Regions from separate parts of the Sus scrofa genome. Here region 1 is linked to region 2. Evidence: chromatin contacts called from public Hi-C data. All regions are on one chromosome and are shown on one strand. The core of a region is the stretch at or near the end of the contact, and the rest is flanking DNA. Distances in the headings are between cores, read along the strand shown.

Region 1 (4,032 bases), core at 845-3,344, 240 kb after region 2:
TTTCTCCTCAGCGCCACACCACACTGCAAAGGACATCAAGTGTACACATTTATTTATTTATTTTAAAATCTTTTTTGGCCGTTACATGGCATATGGAGTTCCTGGGCCAGGAATCATATCTGAATCACAGTTACAACCTACGGAAACACGGGATCCTTAACCCACTGTGCCAGGCCAGGGTTGCAACCTTCGTCCCAGCACTCCGGAGATGCAGCAGGTCTCGTTGCACCATAGTGTGAACTCCCAAGTGCACATATTTAGACACCAAACTTACTAATCCATATAGTACCTGCACATAGTGGGTAATCAATAGCAATTTTTTAAATTGGTAAATGGAGTCTCAATATTAGGAAAAAATAAAAAATTAAAAGGTAATACAGTAATAAAGCTCTTTGAAAGTTTAGGTTATGGGGGAAAATCTTGGAATGTGAAGGATATTCTTTCTCAGATTTATTTCTGAGAAATTTATCTTGTATATAGGCAGGGCATGACAAGGTAAAGACTAGACAAAGGCCCAAGTATTCAGATTTTGAATCCTAAGGATTACCGCTAGATTTGGGCAATGTCCTTCTAGAATATGATAAAAACATTAGTTTGGTATAAGCTTTAATTCTTGCCAGATAATGTTTTAAATTAAGTAATTTTTAAAAATTGATTCAATCCACATATTTCCAGTAAATTCATATTCTTATAACTTTTGCTTTCTTTGTGTATTAAAAAATCTAAAAAGACAAAAAAAAATCTAAAATGGTGGGAACATTCTTGCTTGGTTTAGATTTCAATAGTATGAAACGTTTTCTTTTCAAAAATTGTTTGAGAGAAAACCCAAATGCTACCTACCACATTGCAACAAAACACTGAGAAATTATTATTTGCTATACTGATTAACATATTCTTACTGATTCATTGATTGTAACAATAATCATTTTATTTGCAAGCTCAAATAAATATTCCATGTGTACAGGCTGAAATTTAAGAGGAAATACAGGAATCAGAGGCTTTATTGATAATTTTCATAACAGTAACACTCCCAATGAGCAAATTTACAACCACAAACACTAGTAAAAACTGAGTAAGGATTTATAAATCTTTTTCTTTTTTTTTTTTTTTTTAGGGCCACACCTGTGGCATATGTAAGTTCCTAGGCTAGGAGTTGAATCCAAGCTGCAGCTGCCAGCCTACACAACAGCCACAGCAATGCCAGATCAGAGAGGCATATGCAACCTATGCAGCACTTTGCAGCAACATCAGATCCTTAACCTACTGAGTGTGACCAGGAATTGAACCTGCATGCTCATGAATACTAGTTGGGTTCTTAACCTGCTGAGCCACAACAGAAACTCCGACAAATCTTTTTCTAATTAAACACAATTTCTCACATTTTTTGACAGAATTATGTTACACTACACTTTCAAAATTAATATTTTATATTTTGCTTAAGATGACACATGAAACCTCTATACCGTGGTTGGTTGGTTTGCTTTTGTTTTTTTGTTTCTAATACTGATAATACATACTGTAAAAAGTGTTCTTCAGATGTGCAGTGTAATACATAGGTTCACCACTGGAAAATAACATTTTTTAAAATTAGCAATGTAGAGTCAAAGATCCTAAGATATAACACATACAACATTGGGAGAACTGACCAACAGATGAGACTACAATAAAGAGAAGTGTGATAAGTTTCTTTTGGGAAACTTGAAGGCCTGTACATGGGCAAGCCAAAGACTAAGAAATACTACATGTCCCAGCACACTTTGCGACTACCATTGGCCACAACTCCCAGAGTGCATTGCTTGCCTCACGCAGGTTTCTCTTGAAGCTGGGGCTTGTAGTTCTCCCAGATAGTTTCAATCTGTGCGGCAAGGGCGGCGTTTGCTTACCCAGCCCCAGGCAATTAGGCTTAGTCTTTCCGTTTTCGGCAAAGCGGAAACACTTCGCGCCCCTGGGTGGATTCTTTGTCTCATCTCTTGGCTTCATCTTCACACAGGTAAGTCGCAGAGGGGCTGCAATTCCCCACAGCAGAGCCCCTCACTTCCTTTTTGGAGCGACCTCGTTGTGGTGAAGCCATTTGTCCCTACTCTCTTGCCGTAGCAGCCGCCGCCCATCCCTCTTTGTGTGCTTGGGCAAGCCGTGGAGCTAGTGGCGGCGACTGTTGGCGTTGAAGGCAAAGGAGAGGGGACGTTACGGGGAAGTTGCTGACAGGCGGTCTCTTCCACACCCCGCCATCTGACAGGTGGGTTGACTGCCCTTCGCTCTGGGCCCTTCTGTCTCCTGTGTCTCACGTTAGGACTCTAGGGGCGGCTTGGCAGTATCTGCTGACAGCGCCGCCCGGTCTGGTTCCCGGAGGGAGAGGCGGGAAGAGCCAGGTGCGGTGACTCAGGAAGGCCGGGGAAAACGACTGCATCCCTTCCCTTCTGGACCCTACGGAGGTGCCCCGAGGAGCCTCGAGGCGTGTCGAGGCCCCCTCCCCCGGACGCCCTGTTCTGGACCGCGCCCTCTTAGCCGTGACCCCAGGGGAGAAGTGACTTCTTTTCCCCTTGCTCCATTTTATAAAGAAAAGTCATTACTACTTGCGTTGACAGCGTTTTCCCTCACCCAGTCTGTGCTGCCAAGTACCCGAATGCGGAGGTTGTAGCACAAAATTCCAGAGACTATTTCTTCCTTGGAGTTTTAAGAAAGTGAACATGTCAGTCTTGAGGCTCCGGCCTCTGTGAGATAGAGCGGGGCCTGTCAGCTGTATGCAGTTATTCCGTCACTTTGTTGTTGGGCTTTGACTAAAAACATACATACTTTATTTTACAGTTATTGATGGTAATTTGGGGGTTTTGCTTGTCCTTAATATTAGTTTTACACGGTAGTTTTAGAATTCATAGGAATTTTGTCTCACCGCCTGTTTTATTCAGTTTCTAGGAATGAATGCAAAACTTTGGTAATAGATTTGATCCGTGTTTTGTAGCCTAGGAGCTTTTAATGCCAACCCCTTATCATTTGTTTTAAGAGCCAGAGACATTGTGTTACGTTTGGGCATGTGAACATTAAAGGTGCTAGCTACCGTGGTCAACTCTGAATATTTATTTCTTATATACATTTGTTTATAGTGTTTTTCCGGTGTTAGTAATATATATGCTTCCATTATTTTAAAAGTAGAGTTTCTGTGTTCTCTTTAGACAGAATTGAACTATATGGTCTCTTGAGACAGTTCTTAAAGACTAATTTTTTAAAAAAGTGCTGCTTTTGCCAGTGGAATGATGATTGTAAATAATTATATGCTTCTTAAGGTCTCAAACATGTCTGACAAAAGTGAATTAAAGGCAGAGTTGGAACGTAAGAAGCAGCGATTGGCCCAAATCAGAGAGGAAAAGAAGAGGAAAGAAGAAGAAAGGAAGAAAAAGGAAGTATGTTTGACTTTTTAAAAATATACATAAAATAATTGGATTTTAAGTACTTATACCTCTAGATAATACTTTGAGTACAGATAAAAATCCCAGCAGTTGTGACTGTAAATATAGCACTCTAGGTGAAAAGTTCAAAGTACATATTTAGTCTTCTAGGAGTATGTTTACTATATAGAGCAAGAAGCATCTGCCTTGTTAGAGCTTATAAAACTTGGCTATGTGAAATTTCCCTCAGCTCAGTGGACCCCACTAGTATCCATGAGGATGTGGGTTTAGTTTCTGGCCTTGCTCAGTGGGTTAAGGATCCAACATTGCCATGAGCTGTGGTGTAGGTGGCAGACATAGCTTGGATCTGGCATTACTGTGGCTGTGGTGTAGGTTGGCAGCTGCAGCTCCAGTTAGACCCCTGGCCGGGGAACTTCCATATGCTGCAGATGTGGCCCTAAAAAAAAAAAAAAAAAAAAAAAAAAAGAATAAAAGTCATATGTATCATAACTTAGTTTGGAATTCAAACTTATCTGAATATTTTACTAGTCTGAACTGCTGGTAATTTCTTAGAATAGATAATGGCAAAGAGAAATATGCATTATTAATTAGGGGATTGTTTAATTGGTATTATTATCATGAGTTAGTC
Region 2 (3,946 bases), core at 717-3,216:
GTTTGTGTTCAGGACTGCACTGGCAAACAAGTGGTACCATTTGTCACTGGTGCAGGATAATGAGACATGGAGACTGTCAGGTGAAGAGCAAATGAAATCATGACATATGGATCAAAGGAAAGTTTTACAGGCTTAAATAAAGGGGTGAAGTCATTGTGTAATCTCTCAACACAAGGACAATATAAACGGGCTTTTCGGTAAGGAATTTATGCCCCAAAGTACAGTGAAGATTGTTTTAGAGCATTATAGGTCCAGCAAAAACAGTCTCATTGGTAACAATGAACAAGCAATCATCAGAATTTATGTGTATTATAGTTTTGCTTCATTTAACATATAATTGAGCATTATAGCTGTACAAAAGATACAACATAAGGAGTTTATATACAGTTTCATATTTGCATATATTTAACATACTGATCATATTTTAAGTTAATCCTGGGTATCTACGTGGGTTTGAGAAATTCTGCTCTGGGTGATTGGGAGCCACGTAAAAGCTTTAATAGGGAAATGACAGATTTGTGCTTTAGAAAAATCGTTCTGGCAGCAGAGTGGAGGGCTGGAATTGAAAGTATTTAAGTAAGGCAGAAAGGAGGCTATTTAACATAATAATGTGATAAAATGGTGAGGCCCTAAATTATGCTGGGGTATGAAGAGGAGACAGATATCAAAATCAAAAGTACTTGGTTGAGGATGAGGGAAAAGATGGCTGTCCCTTGGGTGACTTGGGGCTTGGAAGGTGAGATAAAGACCACTGGAAGACAAATAAGTGGGGGTGAAGGGGAAGATGAAAAAAGATTATGAGTTCAATTCAGCAATGATTTGAATTTCATTTCAGCCAAAGAAAATCCCGTTATCTTTTCTGGGTCCCAGTTTTCTCAGCGACAGCTGCATTCATGAATTAGCAAATTAACTATTATAGCGCTCTCTAAAAATATACAAAGCACTCCACAGTATGCTGTAAATAAGATATGAAAAATCAGCAAAAGCCTAGGCCCTAAAGGAAATTCAGCAGGGTTAAAAAGAGATATGACAAATTTTTCCTAAACACTTAACCCAACACACTCACCCAGGGTTGTACTTTTTGCTCTGTCAGATGGAGTTGCTGCCTTGCCTACCTCTGAACAAGAGGCCACGTGGGAAATGCAAAGACACCACCCTCAAGGGACTCACAAGCAGAGCAATAGGACAAGTCTGGTGCAAGATTGCTGAAAATGCAGTGTAGTGGGAACTCTGACCTACAGGCAGGGATAGTCACAAAGTCATCTTTTACTTAAGAGCAATCAAACTGGAATGCCTCGGGCAGTTCAATAATAATGTAAATATGTGATATTTCATTCCCGATAAGGAGGGAGTAAAATGTGAAAGGAAAATGCAGCAATTATTGCAAAACCTGCCCGCGTCTCTGAGGGCCACAGCAGGGCAGACCTCTGGTAAAGGGTAATTCAACTCCAGTTTGGCGGGAATGCCAGCATCTTCACCACTAACTCATAACACAAAAGCAGTGTTTACTGATCCCAAATGTTTAACTATACATCTCATCCAAAACGTTCACAGTACACTGAAGGGAAAGCCGAGGGCGTACCTTTCTTTAGCACATGATGCTGCCTCGGGGGGAAGGGATCGCACACGACACAATGCCCCTCTCGGCGTCCCGCCAGAGCCTCCCAAAGCAAGAGTCCAGGGGTTCAGAGGCTTGGGGGTACCGGGCGGCAAGAAACGAACCCCTGGGCGAAGGGCGTATTCTAAGAAACCGAGACCAGGAGGCGGCAGTACAGAGCCACCAGGCCCTCCCCCGGCGCCGCGTGCAGACCCGGAAAAGCGCGCCAGGCCTACAGCGCAGACTCAGCCCAGCCCCAGGAGGAGGGGCGGGGCGGGGCTGTGGTGGGTTGAAGGCGGGGCCAGGGCAAGGGCTCGCTGCCCGCTGCCTGATGGGGATTGTAGTTCTGGGAACAGGCCAGGCTCCCTCAGCGTGTACTGGGAACTACATTTCCCGGTGAGGGAACGGCTCCATCCGACCGCGCGTTACGCAGGCGTCGCGCTGTCGGCAGCCGGGTCCCGAGCCCTAGAGCGTTGGAGGGGCCGACGGAGAAGGGAGTTGCTTTTCCTTCCCACTTCTCCACTCACGGGCAGCACCGGCTCTGCCTCCCCTCGCCCCACCGCCCTGCGCCCACTGCCAGGCTCCCGGTGTCACCTTTTCCTGGGCCCCTCAGGGAGTTGGGGCCTGGAGGTTCGGCGGTAGGGGCCCTTGCTCTGCGCGGGAGTGAGGGGCGCGCCCCTCTTGGGCCCGGACAACTCCGCGATTGGCCCGCGCCTCCATGGGGCCAAGTCAGAAGCCCAACGTGTGCTGCCGGCTAAGTCGCCGGGCGCTGGGCTTCTTCTCGCGCGACGCGGGCGTGGTGCAGAGGACCAACCTGGGCATCCTGCGGGCGCTGGTGTGCCAGGTGACCACCCGCCACCGGGAGCCGGACCTGGGGCAGCGGGGCGACGGGGCGACGGGGAGGTCAAGCCTTCTTGCTGGGGTGCAGTTTTTCTGCAGGACAGCCCGTTTTTAAGATCTCACATGATGGTCAGGGTGATCCAGGCCTTGAAGCGGGGGGATTAGTAAATAACCATTAAAACGGAACCGCCGCATGCTTTTAGTTTTAACCTTCGTATATCTTCTTAGAAACAGTTTTTCTAAAATCGATCACTCCACTTAAGCCAAAACGCGAGGGCAGATTGAGGAAGCATTGAACATAATGTTTTCTAAAAAGTACATGAAATTACTTTGCAAACTGTCAATTTAACCATCCAACTTAAAATTGGTGCAGAGTGGAAGCTTATGAGTTATTTCCTAAACTGAAGTTCCTTGTGTCTTTCAGGAAAGTACTAAATTTAAGAATGTTTGGACGACTCATTCCAAGTCACCTATAGCCTATGAGAGAGGAAGAATATATTTTGATAATTATCGATGCTGTGTCAGCAGGTATCTGGTGAAAATTTTTGTTGTAATTCATTTGACTGTTGATCTGAACTCTAATATTTATGGAAACACTTATGCCTACATTAGTGCTTGTGAAATAAGAGAATGGAAAAATGGGTCCAAAAATAAGAGTAGGGGATAAAATGTGTGTAACTTAAAAATCTTGTTAAACCTAAAGCTTGAGGTTTCATTTTCATTTTATTGGTATTCGCTATAATACCAATTTATAGCGAATTCATGTTGCAGGCAAAATGATAGCTTGCTGGGTACAATGTAGTATTTTATGCTGCTTAAAAGATAGAGTCAAGAGATACAGGTATCTAATAATTAGATGCTTATTTATTTATTTACTTATTTATTGTCTTTTTGCCATTTCTTGGGCTGCTCCTGTGGCATATGGAGGTTCCAAGGCTAGAGGTCTAATCAGAGCTGTAGGTGCCGGCTGACAGCAGAGCCACAGCAAGGCGGGATCCAAGCCGCGTCTGCAACCTACACCACAGCTCCCGGCAACGCCAGATCCTCAACTCACTGAGCAAGGCCAGGGATCGAACCCACAACCCCAGGGATCGAACCCACAACCCCATGGTTGAACCCGCAACCCCATGGTTCCTAGTGGGATTCGTTAACCACTGAGCCACAACGGGAACTCCCTTCGTTCCTTCTTTTTAAACAGCTTTATAATTCACTGATTTAAAGTGTATGATTCAATGAGTTTTACTTCCTTGAAATTAGTATTCAATGAAAATGAATTTGATGAACTATTGGTGATTCATATAGGCAACCATCATTACGGTTAATTTTAGAACATTTTCATTACCTTAGAAAGAAACACTATACCCTTTAACTATCACAGCAATACCTTCAACACTCTCAGGCCTAAGCAACTAGTAGTTTATTTTCTTTCTCTATAGATTGATCTATTCTGGACATTTCAAAAAAATGAAATTGCATAGTATGTGATTTATTTGTGATTGGCTGTATTCC

The links. Hi-C and Micro-C count contacts between places; a contact is called where the count stands out from the background.
Region 1: a Hi-C map of liver shows a contact between it and region 2, with 4 times the contacts expected there. The contact joins the promoter of DYNC1I2 here to the promoter of DCAF17 in region 2. A contact is called at or near these places in 1 of 5 promoter capture datasets (liver), 8 of 47 Hi-C or Micro-C datasets (alveolar macrophages, embryonic fibroblasts, heart right ventricle and 4 more) and 1 of 2 datasets of contacts at active chromatin or transcription factors (alveolar macrophages).

What each region holds. Positions count from the first base shown.
Region 1 is chr15:77,801,507-77,805,538 of Sscrofa11.1, forward strand. DYNC1I2 (dynein cytoplasmic 1 intermediate chain 2) reads left to right here and starts at 2,095. Exons shown (of 17, transcript NM_001243495.1): 1 at 2,095-2,236; 2 at 3,282-3,398. The coding sequence starts at 3,291.
Region 2 is chr15:77,562,663-77,566,608 of Sscrofa11.1, forward strand. DCAF17 (DDB1- and CUL4-associated factor 17) reads left to right here and starts at 1,967. Exons shown (of 12, transcript XM_021076469.1): 1 at 1,967-2,441; 2 at 2,862-2,965. The coding sequence starts at 2,316. It overlaps METTL8 (methyltransferase-like protein 8), which reads right to left and starts at 1,830. Exons shown (of 12, transcript XM_001925591.5): 1 at 1,583-1,830.